Regions from separate parts of the Mus musculus genome. Here all the other regions are linked to region 4. A link is a contact called in public Hi-C data. All regions are on one chromosome and are shown on one strand. Each heading gives the region's core, a stretch centred on a gene start, on an enhancer-like site or on the middle of the called end of the contact. The rest is flanking DNA. Distances are from core to core; before and after follow the strand shown.

The links. A called contact is a pair of places that touch in the nucleus more often than the background predicts.
Region 1: a contact with region 4 is called in a Hi-C map of uterus, with 3 times the contacts expected there. The contact joins two enhancer-like sites. A contact is called at or near these places in 1 of 15 datasets of contacts at CTCF or cohesin (the NIH/3T3 cell line), 3 of 484 Hi-C or Micro-C datasets (embryonic fibroblasts, nephron progenitors and uterus), 1 of 115 datasets of contacts at active chromatin or transcription factors (CD8 T cells) and 1 of 9 other capture datasets (embryonic stem cells).
Region 2: a contact with region 4 is called in a Hi-C map of uterus, with 2.5 times the contacts expected there. The contact joins two enhancer-like sites. A contact is called at or near these places in 1 of 15 datasets of contacts at CTCF or cohesin (large pre-B cells), 7 of 484 Hi-C or Micro-C datasets (the C10 cell line, Th1 cells, bone marrow-derived macrophages and 2 more) and 1 of 9 other capture datasets (embryonic stem cells).
Region 3: a Hi-C map of uterus shows a contact between it and region 4, with 1.6 times the contacts expected there. The contact joins two enhancer-like sites. A contact is called at or near these places in 3 of 484 Hi-C or Micro-C datasets (bone marrow-derived macrophages, nephron progenitors and uterus) and 2 of 115 datasets of contacts at active chromatin or transcription factors (fibro-adipogenic progenitors and forebrain).
Region 5: a contact with region 4 is called in a Hi-C map of uterus, with 5 times the contacts expected there. The contact joins two enhancer-like sites. A contact is called at or near these places in 1 of 15 datasets of contacts at CTCF or cohesin (the NIH/3T3 cell line), 2 of 484 Hi-C or Micro-C datasets (bone marrow-derived macrophages and uterus) and 1 of 9 other capture datasets (embryonic stem cells).

What each region holds. Positions count from the first base shown.
Region 1 is chr4:95,732,122-95,734,821 of GRCm38.p6, forward strand. All of the region lies in intron 6 of Fggy (FGGY carbohydrate kinase domain containing), which reads left to right. Among named protein-coding and RNA genes, the nearest start is that of Fggy, 180 kb to the left of the region's middle. Within about 2 kb of position 1,435, at least 81 of the 459 cell types and tissues checked have an H3K27ac peak or open chromatin away from gene starts, as enhancers often do. A contact at or near this core is called in uterus, where this site is marked.
Region 2 is chr4:95,864,023-95,866,722 of GRCm38.p6, forward strand. All of the region lies in intron 14 of Fggy (FGGY carbohydrate kinase domain containing), which reads left to right. Among named protein-coding and RNA genes, the nearest start is that of Hook1, 100 kb to the right of the region's middle. Within about 2 kb of position 1,404, at least 13 of the 459 cell types and tissues checked have an H3K27ac peak or open chromatin away from gene starts, as enhancers often do. A contact at or near this core is called in uterus, where this site is marked.
Region 3 is chr4:95,160,156-95,162,855 of GRCm38.p6, forward strand. Junos (a long non-coding RNA gene) reads left to right here. Exons shown (of 5, transcript XR_867920.3): 4 at 1,036-1,300. Among named protein-coding and RNA genes, the nearest start is that of Gm12708, 32 kb to the right of the region's middle. Within about 2 kb of position 1,311, at least 294 of the 459 cell types and tissues checked have an H3K27ac peak or open chromatin away from gene starts, as enhancers often do. A contact at or near this core is called in uterus, where this site is marked.
Region 4 is chr4:95,433,309-95,436,104 of GRCm38.p6, forward strand. No RefSeq gene overlaps it. Among named protein-coding and RNA genes, the nearest start is that of Gm12707, 51 kb to the right of the region's middle. Within about 2 kb of position 1,418, at least 41 of the 459 cell types and tissues checked have an H3K27ac peak or open chromatin away from gene starts, as enhancers often do. A contact at or near this core is called in uterus, where this site is marked.
Region 5 is chr4:95,776,624-95,779,343 of GRCm38.p6, forward strand. All of the region lies in intron 8 of Fggy (FGGY carbohydrate kinase domain containing), which reads left to right. Among named protein-coding and RNA genes, the nearest start is that of Hook1, 190 kb to the right of the region's middle. Within about 2 kb of position 1,423, at least 31 of the 459 cell types and tissues checked have an H3K27ac peak or open chromatin away from gene starts, as enhancers often do. A contact at or near this core is called in uterus, where this site is marked.

The DNA of each region.
Region 1 (2,700 bases), core at 185-2,684, 300 kb after region 4:
AGATGAATAAATTTTGAAATTCTTTTGTAGTTTTGTTTCTATTCTATGAAATAATAAACTCTAATACTTCAACCCTAAGTTATAGGACCTACATATATTGCTTTCTAAAACAATTTGCATTTCATTGATTTGTTATTAGGACGGAAAGTTATACGAACAGAAATGTTCCAAGAACAGTTACCAACAGCTCATGGACTTGAATAATTATGTTGTTGAAATACAAGATGTTCATACTGCTCTTCAGCTCACTGACCTACTGCAGTAACTAGTTGCTAATTAGATTTCTTTGAACCAGCTTGTCCAGCTGGGAGGACTTGAGAGCTGTATTCTGCAAGAATCTGGTATATGTAGTCTCTTGCTGCCATAGGAAGAGTCTTTGTGCCAGCATGCCTTCTGCCATTTTCTAGGTATGTACATTGCTCTTGATGTGTGTCATTGTCCTGAGTTAGAAATGAGAGTGGATCACTGGTGGGATTATATTAGTTTCTTTACTAATTTACTAATTTATCCCCCAGTAATATCCAGGGTTGAGAGTCAAATTTAGTGTTCATCTGTTTTGTTTACTTTCTACTGAAACTCTGTACAAGGTGGGCACATATAGGTGTGCAACTTTAATCTTTTTGTTCAAGGTGATTGATCTATGTCTTATGATCTTAAAAAATAAACAAAAATGTGTAATTTTGCTAAAGTAAACATTACTTTTAAAAGTATGTTTTAGATACTTGGGAGTGAAAGAAATAAGATGTAGAGAGAAAAGTCTGTGAGCTATTATCTTTCTACTGGAAGAGATGTATAAAACCAAATATAGGGATATGGTATGTAAGAGTTATTTAAAAGTACATTTAAAGCATATGGAGTATAAGGCATATTAATACCAAGTAAGAATACAAAGTCAGGGATCTTCCATGTGTATCAAACTGTCTAAACTATGGAGTAATTATAAGACATGTTAACTAACAGATGTAATTCAGAAGTGGTATTAGAAAGAACTAGTACCTGCTAGAAAGATCTCCTCTATCTTAATCCTTAACCTAGGTGCTACTCTGGGACAGTGTGTGCACACAGTAGATGTCTATTCACCCACCGTTTCTATAATAAGTGATAATGAATATCATACAATTTGATGTGAAATCAGTAATGGAAATGGAATTTAGTTTCTAGTCACAATGACATGATTTCTAGGAGGTGTATCAGATGCTGTCCTTAAAGAGTGGAAGAAGAACACTAGCTTTGGGTTCTCAGGAAGTCTCTACTTGGATGAATCATTTAATACAAGTGTAACTCCAATTCAGGAGCCAAGACTACTACAATCCTTTTAGCCATTTTCTATCAGTTGTCCCAGTTTTCTAGAAAATCCTCAGAGCTGACCTACCCATGTGATCTGAGTCAGGATAGGCCTTACCATTCTCTGGAACCATTCAAGCATGTGTCATGTCTGTGTGAAACGCCAAACTTAAGAAATGCCTCTGAATACTGCATAGTGATTGAGAATTGTATGTTCTCAGTCTTGTTACCCACTTTTAAATCAGATTGAAAGTAACTTGAGTTTGAAATAATTCCAGCATTCTCTCCAACTGGCAAGGCAAAGTGTCCTTTAGCACAATCTTGGACATAATCTGGTTGGCCTGTCAGCCTTGCCCAACCGAGCTGGTACCAGCATTCCACAGCAAGCATAAGGAAGCAGGGTCGCATGCCACCCACGCCCAAACCTCTCTGACATTTCCGTGGGCCTGGAGCCAGATCTCCCCCTGTGTTTCATCTCCCTCTCAGAATACAAAGGAACACTGAACCTTCCAGTTAATTCAATACCCTCCCCCCCCTTCCTGGAGAGGATAACAGTTCTGTTGACCATTATAATGCATCTTCTGTCTCCCAGCAATCCACATAGTCATTAATTTCTGCTGCTGACATCAGGAAAGAGGATTATGTGTGTGTCTGAAACTGTTCCCAGAGTGCTCATTAGTCATAGATAATTGAAAAACTGGTAGGGGAAGGTTTGTTGTAATAGGAGCTCTGCTTGTGAAGAGGGACTGCAGCTACCCGATAATTGTAGGCTCCAGCTTGGACCACTCAGGCCAAATATGTCCATTCACATGGGAATTCATGGGGCCCAGGAATCCTCAGGGCCATCTGATATCTGAAGGTGAACAAGTAACACAGCCAGAGATCAGAGTGTAGGTGAATTGCCCATGGGTTTCTCTCCTATCTTTAGCGTGAGGAACAGGACTTGGAAAAGATGCAGGAAATTTGCTCTCATTTTGTTTTTATTTAAACTTAAGCCAATTTGGTTTGTTTTAAGCAAACACACGAGGTCATGATCTGGAAGGACATAGATGGTTCAGGAGAGTACTTCACAGCACATCCTATCTGTACTGTTACAGAAATCAAGTGGTTTTTTTTTAATTTTTAATTTTTATTTTTCTAGAAACTTCTAGAAGTACATGTGCTCATGTACTTGAATGTTTAGAATCTTTAAAAGGATCACAAATATGAGATCCTAAGAGCACTATTCTACATCCTGGCTTTGTCCCATATTTTATCTCAGTCTTTCTCCCAAATTCATACCTTAATTCTTCCTCAAGTATTTTCTATATAGGATTCTGTAGAATAGATGAAATGGTTTGTTTATTTGTTGTTAGTTTGCTTGCTTGCCTGCCTCCTTCCTCCTTCCCTCCCTCCCTCCCCACTCCTCCTCCCTCC
Region 2 (2,700 bases), core at 154-2,653, 430 kb after region 4:
GGGCTGAGCCACATTGTTTAACAGGAAATAATGAATGAATTTTAGATACCTAAAGATGCATGATAAAATAATGACAAAGTAGCCTGACTATTAAGCAAGATAGACTGGAAAGCTGTCACCATGGGGCTGTGTACCTTCACAGCTGTCAAACTGACTCTCTAGTAGGGAGGTGCTTCCGTCTATCAGACAGTGTCTGGTGACTTGTTACAAAGAGACTCTCTGTCAGCTCTTGCAGGTAGAATTCTTCCCAGGATGCTTTTTGAGATTGGCTTTCTATCTGGGACTCTGACCTCTGGCTTCACTACCAGAGGAGACATCTGGGAAGAGCCATGGAACAGGTCCTCCCTGCCTTCACCATCATCCTTTGCTGATGGACGGAGGTTGGAATTAACAGTGTCAGCTTAATTCCTTCTCAGCACTTAAAGCTTTGAGATATCAGGACCCGACCCTGTGCTGGAACATCATGTAAGGTTTAATCCCACCCATGCCATTAGATTAATAGAGTCACTGGTAGATGTCCATTCCCTTCATGTTTGTCCTTGATAAAGACCCTTTATGTAAATGCCCCAAGAATAAGAATTTCGGTTAACTCATTTCCCTATCTCTAGTGTCTAACACAGCCAGACACAGACATGCTGCTTGGCAAATCCTTTTCATTCATTAAGCAAATAGCCCTAGGTATTTGGACAAGTAAAATCCTCATCACATCTACAATTGAGTGGGCAAGATGGTGAAACAATAAATGTAAATGCATATTATATCTTGGGTCAAGAGTTAAAAAGGAAAAGAACAGGTTTGATGGAAGAGCTAATTAGCATGATTGATAGCTGAATGACAATAAATGTCTTTGACTCCTAACTCTGAACCTGTCTCATTTGTTCTCTGAAAACAGTAATCATCGCTATTATGTTCATTGTTGCAACTGCTACTCCTGTTTCTTATGTATGCATTGCATTCTAAATTTTATGTTAGTGTTATATAAATTCATGAACTAACCTTGCCTAATAGGCCTCCTTATTTCAAATGAATGAGACAAGACCCAGAAATATTCTTCATATGATGAGATAGCTAGTGTCATAGATGGTGCTTGAACCAAAGCTGGTCACACAGTCTTCTGTTCTGAGAAAAGGGAATGTCTCCTGAACTCCTAAGTGACCACTGCAGGTTCAACCTGGATCCCAGTTTGAGAAGCCCCAAATCATATTATATGGCAAAAGCCTCATTCCATTAGATTAAAGGGCAAAATGAAAACAACCATAACAAAAACGAGTTGCTGGAGAGTATTAGGAAAATAAGGAAAATAATTTTGCCTTGGCCATCTCATGGTCACCTTCCAGCAGTAGTAAGCCATCACCATGGCAATGGGAGAAAAATTAATGTTGAATGTTGAGTCATTTTAAAAAGCCACATCAACAGCATACCGAGCTGATGCTGTAAGCTCTCTGCTACAGCTGGTCTGACAGTGCTAGAGGCATGGTGTCGAGCTCCATGCTGGAGGGACGAGGGGGGACTTAAGCTCAGCCTTGGAAGATTTAAGTCTGAGCCTTAACTGTATCCTGTGGACTTCAGCAAGTCTACTGACAAACATGAGAGGCGATCATATTAAGTCAGTATTACTATAGTAGCTTTCTGGAAGTCCGTTCAAACCTCCGTAAAATAGAACAGTGATATTTCATAACCATCGTCAGGAGGTTTGATATAATGAGGGATATGGAAGTGCTTAGTAAACTGTAATGTGATTAACATTTTCCAGCCAGGTTTGGAAGAACTCATGCTGGAGTGAGGTAGACAGGGCTGCTCTCTCTCCTTTGTCTTAGTAAAAAGCCCAAGGCTCAGATATTCAGAGCCTCAGCTTCCCAGCAACATTTCCTATTATAAATCTGCAACATGCCCTGCCTGATTTACACAATCTGGGCTCTCTTCATTCTCCCTGCACTTCAGTTTACCCCATGGAAAATGGGGATGACACCAGTGCTCTCTTAGTAAGGTGGGAGATGAGGCTTAAATGAGTCCTGGAAGGGCACAGAAAGGCTGGCTGCCTGGCAGGCCGCCATAAGTGTTAACAGCAGGGATGGCAGAGGAGAAGAGGAAGGAGCAGGAAGAACATTTGAAATGACATATGTATGTCAAGCTCAACACCTCCGTGGGGCACTGATGGCAGTACTCACACTCACCAGATGCTCTGGTGCCTTTTAGAGTGCTCCGATCAGTCACAGGCCCCTTTCTGTCTTCAGAGGAGTCTTGCCTACAGTGGCTTTGTATCAGACCCAGTTTTAGGCCTGCCTTTCTTTCTATGCTGTTTTAGGTAGGAAGAGAGAACCGGACCAAAGGCTTGATAGAAACAAGAGGAAGCTTTACTAATGAAACAAGTTCTCTACAAGTGATGATTTCCCAAACACTGCGCTCTGACATGTTAAAAGACAACACTGGGAAGCACTGGCCTGGACAGTACTCAAATTAACTATGTGATGGAAAATGCTCAAGTTAAATTAACTAAATATCTTCATAGTGCAAGTCCATCGAGATGTTAATATATAAATACGCTTCTGAACCTCCTGGATTGGGTGTCATACAGATGTAATGGTGCCCGATTTTACTTAACCAAAGAATTGGCATTTTGCTAGTCTTTTCTAAGGACAAAAGAGTGGTAGATGCTGTGTAAGCCAGCAGTTAAGGTCCTCAAAGGTGACAAGAGGTACC
Region 3 (2,700 bases), core at 61-2,560, 270 kb before region 4:
CCGTGGTTAGAGGTCTGCTAAGACAGGCCTTGAAGTCAACTCTTGAAACCTGGTTTCAAAGGTCATCCTCTTAGACACTCACTCACTGAGAACTGAGTGGGGGCCATCTGTTAGGAGTTTCTTGTGAGGAGGGACACATAAACAGGAAGCAAGCCATGGGCTCTTCCTGTAGGCTTTCTCCACGCAGCCTTATGCTGCTAATCTCAGGAACTTGGACTTGCTAGATCCATAACAGAATTAATACTCTCTCTATCTCTTTCTCTCTCTCCCCCCTCTCTCTCTAGCTCATGTACAGAGGCAAGATTCTCTCTCTACTTATGAGGCCACAGAAGAGAAAGACACCTTTATTTACTTTTGACTGAAAACATTATCTGTCTACTGTAGACACACCTGTATCTTTGGTTAGTTGGATGTCAGTATCTGAGTTGTTCGATTTCTGTGTCCAACAGTTTGGGTAATGCATGAGGACATAGCCTTTGTTCGTCTCCTTTGCCACCCCCTGAGTGCCCAGCATAGCACTTGGCCACAACTGGTACTTAGACATTTCCAGTGAATATTTACTGAAAATGTGTTGAGTGACTTCTGGGTTTTGATTAATTATTTAGGAAGCAAATTGTGGGTTTATTTGCTTTGCTAGTAAGAGGACGTAGCTGAAGGAACTCTGAAGGTGAAAGAGACCTTTGTCTTAAGTCAGTGGTTTACAAAGTGCTTTTCTAAGTTTGCCTTCTGGATTCTAATTCAGCTACTGTCCCGCTCAAGCTTTCTGAGGTCATCACATCAGTGTTGGGAGACAGCAAGTTTGAGTCCCTATCCATTCTCATCCTTTACACCCTCTCGGATCGCCTGATCTCCTTCAGTCTGTGCCTAAACACTGTGAAGGAAGAAAGTTCATAAACTCATAGGGCACACTGTCCCCCTATCGGATGGGCAAGGACAGTACCACTGTCAACATGTCCTGAGCGCTTCTTGGGTACTAGGTTCGGTCCCTGTCGCCAAACATAATGACCAGACATTATTTTCTTTCTCCTCTCCTAGCTCTAAGACTCACGCCCTACTCTCCTGCCCTCCACTGCTCGCCCCGGGCTCTCCGGCCGCCACCGCCTGCCCCGCCCGCGCTTCGCCACCCCAGCCTCCCGCACCAGACGCCGGCTGCTCCTGCGCTCCCACGCCCGCGCACCTCGCTCTCCCAGCCCCGCGCTCCCACACCCGGCGCGGAGGAGGCGGGCGCCCGGGGCGAGGGCAGGGCGGCCACGTCAGCGGCGCCGGCTCGCTCCGCCCTCCGCGGGCCTCCCCATAGAAGGTAAAGCCTGGGCAGAGCCCGCGGGCGTCCTCAGGCTGGCAGCTCGGGCTGCTGGTTTCAGTTTCTGAAGAGCTAGGCCTTGAGCAAACACTGGCTGGCGGGAGGAGGGTGTTGGACGCCTTCCCAACAGATAATGTGATTCCCTGCCGCTGGGAGCCACCCACGGTGGGAAGGGGCAGCGCAGGGACCTGCGCAGGACAGCCACGGTCCTGGGCGGCTGGGGGAGCCTGAGCTCGGACCCTTCTTCCTCATCTGTAAGGCTGCCCCTCTCTCCGTGGACACTTAAAATGTTTGCTTTCTTTCTGAGAAAGAAACAGAGGGAGATCGCCAAGACCAACATGAACTCCAAACTCAGGGCATTCCTCACTCTACTCTGACCTTTTTGTAGATGCACTTTTTTTTTTCTTCTCAAAGGCCAGACCTATCCCTACCCAGCGGGTGACCTGTGTACATTTCCTAACTTCTCTGTCTCATTATCCTCACCCATAAAATGGGAGTAATGATACTTATCTTTAGATACGCTCCGAGGGTTAGATTAGCTATAGATTATACATATTAAGCACTTAGTGCCTTCAATCAGCAGTAATTAACATTATTATTAATTGTATTGTTATGGCGTATGACTAATCATGAGATAGATTCTTAGTGCTTCTGGGAGCATAAGTAAAAATATGCTCATTTAAAAAATTTTATTGAGGGAGGGAGTTTTATGAGGTGAATATAAAGAGTAGCACTGAGTCAGGATATAGTCGTGCATGTGTCTCATTTCATAAAGAAACTTGGAAAGCCGGCATTATGTCCACTGTACAGGTGAGGACTCTGAAGCTTCCAGAAGTCACTGGCTCATCTCAGACTCTGGGTCAGTATCTAATTTTTCTCTCTTTCTTTGAGACTTGTCCTTATATAGCCTAGAATAGTCTCTAACTCACCAAGTAGCTGGGGATAGCCTTGAACTCCTTAAAAAAAAAAAACAAAAAAACCAAATATTTCGTTTCCTCTTTCTCCCCCTCCTGCTCCTCCCCCACTTCGTGCGTGCGTGCTTGTGTGTGTGTGTGTTTGCCCAAGGAGTTCAAAAGACAGGAACTGGAATTAGAGGCTGTTAGGTGCTGCCCTATGCTGGTTGCTGGGAGGAGAGCATAGGTCCTCTGGGAGATCAGCAAGAGCTCTAATCTGCTGAGTCATCTCCCCAACTCCCAGACTTGAACTCGTGATCTTCCTGCCTCGTTAGCCTAAGTGTCACACACCTAGCTCTCTCTCCTCCAGTGACCACACCCCACCCCAGCAGGGTCACACCTGTTTGCCTCAGCAAAGGTACCTCCTTTCCTTTGCATAGCCTCCCATCCTCCCCGCATAGCCTCCCATCCTCCCTTTCGCCAAGCTCTTCAACCTGGAGAAAACCT
Region 4 (2,796 bases), core at 168-2,667:
AACACAGGCATGGTTGCCATTTCCTGGAGCATGCAGTACAGAACCATTTGTAGTTAAGGTTATAGGTGGAGCATAGCCCAGTCCTTGAGAAACAAAGCTTTAATCACAAACAGGAATGAATTTGATTTGTCTATACTGTAAGATGGTTTTCATGCCCAAAATGGAAGCAGTCTGGTTCATCAAATTTTTATTTATGCAAGGGCTGCTATAAAAGCGGAAGACAGGAAAGACAGCCACTGGGCCTCAGCGTGCTGCTAGCTTTCAATGTACCCTTTCCTGTCCCCTTTCAGAATGTGCTTCACCAGATAAGAAACTAGCCAGTTTTCCTTCTAGTATAGATCCTTTGCTCTGTGAAAGGACAAATTGGTTACTCTTCTTCTCTGAAGGTAAATCGCTAACACTTCCGTCAAGGCAGATTTTTCAAACCATTTGTCTGAACTTGAGACAGGAAGGAATGTTCCCTGAAGTTGTTGAGGGCAGAGGACAGGAGGTAAGAAGGAGCCATTCCAGGAAGTTTGCTCCTGCCAGCAAAGGAAAAAAAAAAAAAAAAAAAAAAAAAAAAAAAAACGGGCTATTTGGCTTCACTTCTCCATGTAATCATGTTGCTTGTCCTCATCAGACGGGCTATTAGCATTTGAGTCTAAGCCAGTGTTTCTGTAGTATCATCCACAACTCCTAGTCTAAAGCAACCTACCTCTCCACTTGCCCTTGTTACGAATTCCCCCATGAAAGAAGAGGTTCCACTTGCGAGCCGTCACAGATTTAGTATAGGCTTTCCCTTGGAGATATTGTCATCTTTCATCAGAGGAGAGAAGAGCAAAGATCTTCCTTCAGAAAGGTCAAGCAACAACAGGAACACACACACTTAAATTTTAAATTCTACTTTAATTTGTAAAGAAAAGATATAGTTCAAGCTGGCCTTGAGTTTGTGATCCTTGTGCTTCAACATCATATGCACTTTCTACAACTGGCTATGCATACTTTTAGAGAGTTTGACTGTATGTGGACCCTTAAGAGCTTAGACTAAGTTGGCTGTTGGGATCAACCAGAGGACAGAGGGAATGAGGCCCAATGGAGCTTAAAGGCATGGAGATGTAGCTCATAAGGTAGTAATGACAAACATCGACAGAACCTCAGTGGCATCATAGGAACATTGCAGAGCTGTCCCCCAGCTCAGGGAGTGAAAGTCAGAATTAGAACAAGAAAACTGCTCTAGCTGGACATTCCGTGTACTGCTTACTACCTCGAGGCAAGGGTTTTTGTAGTTCATGCAGACTGGACATGAATGTGTTAAGCTACTCAATCTGAACTCCTACAGCCAGCAGAAACATTTGATGTTGTGCCCAGGAAGTCTATCCCAGAGTGACTAATTCCCTCACAGCAGGGAAGCCTTTTCTCAGGTTGAACTCTGTCTGGAAGCTGCTCTTTTCTTGTCAGAGAGCCAGGGGCAATCTCTTTCACCCTATCCTTATCCAGACCAAGAGTAGATAAAGGGAAGCCAACTCCCATCAAAGCCTCTTAGATCACAATAGAGGTGCTGAGAGACACCCCTTGCTTTTTGCACAAGGTAGGCAAACAAACGTTCTTATCAGCTACTGAGGACCACCCGTCCCTTTACCCCACCGCACAGGGTCTAAGGGTCTCCCCTATTAAGAGGACTCTAAGACTTCTTACCATTAAAGTTCTCTCAAGCATCCTCATTTTTAGCACACTGGCTCAGAAACAATTGTTCTCATTGTCTCAAGTTACTTGTTTAAGAAGAGTGCTTCATTCATTTCTCTTAGAAACACTGGGCCATATGTTTACTAGGTCCAGCTACAAAGTGAGATGGGGGAATGTTCCCTAAGTTGTTCAGAGTGACGCTACTTACCACATACAGAGCCATGTGGCATCACCAAATTCTTTGTGAATTTCTGACCTTTGCTCCAACCTCTAAAATGCGTGAGCCCCTTTCTTATGGTCTAGTTTTTTTTTTTTTTTCTCTAGAATTTCCTCGTACAACACAGAAGCCACTTCAGAGTGAAGAGTCGTAGCTTAGATCAACAACAGCAGTAATAAAATCAAACAACCCAATAAAAATGAAAAAGGACAAAATGTTCAGTCATTTCTTTTTTTGTTTTTTGTTTTTTGAGACAGGGTTTCTCTGTGTAGCCCTGACTGTCCTGGAACTCACCTTGTAGACCAGGCTGGCCTCAAACTCAAAAATCTGCCTGCTTCTGCCTTCTGAGTGCTGGGATTAAAGGCATGAGCCACCACACTCATCTATGTTCGGTCATTTCAACAAAAAAGAAATGTAGATTGCAAATTAGCTCATGAAATGATTTTCAATATTATTTTTTCTTGGGGAAAACATCTAGATCTATAATGATAGCAAATGGCTCTGTGGTAAAGGGCTTGGTACACAAGCATGAGGACCTGAGTTTGATGCCCAGCACTCCCATAAAAAGCCAGGCATGATGGCATGGTTTGCATCCCAATGATGAAGAGCCAGGGACAGGTAGGTCCCAGGGGCTCCATGGCCTAACAGCCTAACCCAGTTGAAAACGAACAGCTTCTCAAGAGGAACAACACCAAGGTTGCTCTCTGGCTTCTGTGTACCTGCATTCATATGAGTAAGTATGGCCCTTTCCCCAATATCTTCACATGCCTACTTGATGGCTAAGGTTAGTGAGGACAAGGAACAACTGAAGCTTTCAAACACAGCCAGTGAGAATTAGAACAACCACTGTGGAAAATGATGAGGCAGTTTCTTATATATATACTATAACCCAGCCGTTACACTTCTAGATATTGGTC
Region 5 (2,720 bases), core at 173-2,672, 340 kb after region 4:
TTTAGTGCTAATATATTCAAAATAAATAGAACTTAAAAGTCTTAAGATGGGGTTCCCATAAAGTACTAAATAGATTACATTTCCCTGTGTAATATATGATGGAAGTGACATCATAGAGACTTTTTTATATATTCTTTGAAAGATACTCTTCTTCTTGATGAATATCTTATGAATGTCCCTGGGACCAGTTTGAGCTGTGGGGCATGCTCTTAAAAGTCTGCCAGACCCTGAGAGGAACCACACAACCATAGAGAGAAAGCAGACCCCGTGAGCAAAGCCCCAGTGATGGACAGAGGACTTGTTCTTGGTGGCTGTTTAGTTTTTCTTGTTTATGGGGTTTCTTCTTAGAAAGAAATAAAATAAGAATGAAAAAAAGAATTTTTTTTTCTCAATGCTTTTCAGTGTAGGAAGTATTTAAGGAATTCAGTGCCCAGAGGCAGTACAACAGTAAGAACAGGTGATGTTTTCTTTTCTTTTATTCCTTTCTTCTTTCACAAAGGAACTGAGGGCTTTACTCCATGTACCACGGCTAATAAGCGAAAGGGTAACAGCTTGGGTGCCCATCTACACAACCCCTAAGCTGTTTTCATGGCATCCTCTGTTGCTCCATCATTGTTAGCTCAGATTTCAAGGGTTCTATAGCTGATCAGAGTCTGGTTTGCTACAGGAAGGACTCCAGGTTACATGTCATTAGTTGTTTCCCTCTCTATGTTTTCCATTGAGCCGTAAGCCAGTGCAGCTCAGCTAATAGGCACATATCAGACCTGAGAAACTCCAGCCCCAACCATGAGGGCTGATTTAGTAAGGTCTTATGGAAAGCAGTAGATAAGTATCTCTCACTTCATTTTACTTTATTTCATTTATTTACTTATTAGTGCCAGGCTAATACCCAGGGCTTTGTGTATGGTAAGCATGTGCTCTGCTAGGGAGCCATGCCATGAGCCACAGGGTCTATAATTGTAGTGTCTACAAAGGCTGTAATGGGGGATTCAAAAATGCCTGCAACAAATGTCATAAGAGGACAACCGAATCTTTCCACAACTATTTTTCTCCGTCCCTAGCAAAGGATATTTTATATAAACGAGAGCCTAAATGTATGATAAATGGTTCTAAGAGTGAAGTAAATGAATAAATATTAATAAAATACGAATAGCATCAAGCTGAAGAGCCCGTCCCTGGTTGGTGTTGGGCACACTACAGGAATCTCTCAAATCACTATCCTTTCGAAGATGTCCTTTGGAAGGCTTAGGTCCAGCTGTTCTGAGGAGCCATGACAGAGGATCTGGTAAAATCTGCTAGCAATTAGAGACTGTGGAATTTTTATGTTCTCTTGAATAGTGAGAGAGACTGTTTGTATCGCTCTAAAGACAAACCCAGAAACCAAAGTGCAGATGCACCAGGGCACAACAGGAAACCACAAAAGCCTAAGATCTTTCCATGTAAATAAGAAGCTGGCCTTTACTTTTGAATCCACAGTGCAGAGTGGAGCACAGTTGTTAATCCAGCTTTTGCACAGCTCTGCTTTGAGCTTGAGCACAGTTAAACCATGCCACAGGATAAAAAGCACTTAAAAATGCTTGTTTTGATCAGCAAGCTTCATTTGTGTTAGTGAACAGTTTGGGGACACAGGTGCAGTGTGGACTCAGAACCATTAATTGGTCTCCCTTGTTCTTTTTGCAGTGATATTTGAAACCCTACTTCCCTCCACAAAGTTATATTAATCCATATAAATGCACGGGACATTTCCTGTTGACAAGCCTCTCTCACATGTCCCATCCTGGGGCCTCTGGTCCAGGTGCAAAGTGGAGAAACAGTGGTAACAATTCCCATACCTTCTTGTGTTGTTACCTCGATCTACATTTGATCAGTCCTATTACACTGGGAAGTAAGTAATACCGTACAACTGATCATAAAGTTTTTGTAGATAAGGAAAATGTGGTAGAACAAAAACCCATAGGTTTTGTTATTAGGTTGGCAGACCTATGTTCAATATAGAGTGCCTTAGCTCCAAAGTACCTTCCTTGTTCAACACCGACTGCAAGCCAGGCATGGGGCATAACGAAGAGTAGAAGTAGCCCTTGAGTCAGTTATAGTCCAGAGGAAGAGATGGGGAGGAAGCGTAAATTGCATAATCATGTCAAAGTACATTTAAGTATGCATATGCTCAACACTCTACCAATTTCATTCCTAGATAAAATCTTGGGGAAACTCCCGCACTGTGAAACAATATACACAGAGCCTTTTTAATACATCATATATCATACTATCCCCTGTTTGGATTTCCATTAGTAGAACATATTGCTAAACTATCATATTCATATGCTGACTTACATGTTTAATGAATAGACTGCATCTACATATAGTGGATAAGTGCAACAATTATAAAGTAACACAAAGAAGAAATGAGAGAAGTAGGCACAAAAATATTGCATCCATGGAAATTCTAAAAGAAGTAAAAACAAATGATGAAACTTAGGAATTTGGGCTGAACCTAGGAAGACAAAAGGATAATTGCCACAGATCTTAAAACCTTAGTGAATTCTATTTGTTGAAGGTTTTGGCTGTGTAGAACATAACTGCTTTCAGAAGTGGTCTAGAGGAACTGCCATTTGTTGATGAAGGACACATAAGCACTTAGTATTTTTTAAGATGTTCTGTAATTTTTAATCTCCTCTTCTAAGAGTGATATGTGTGCTGGAACCACCATGAAAGGACCCACC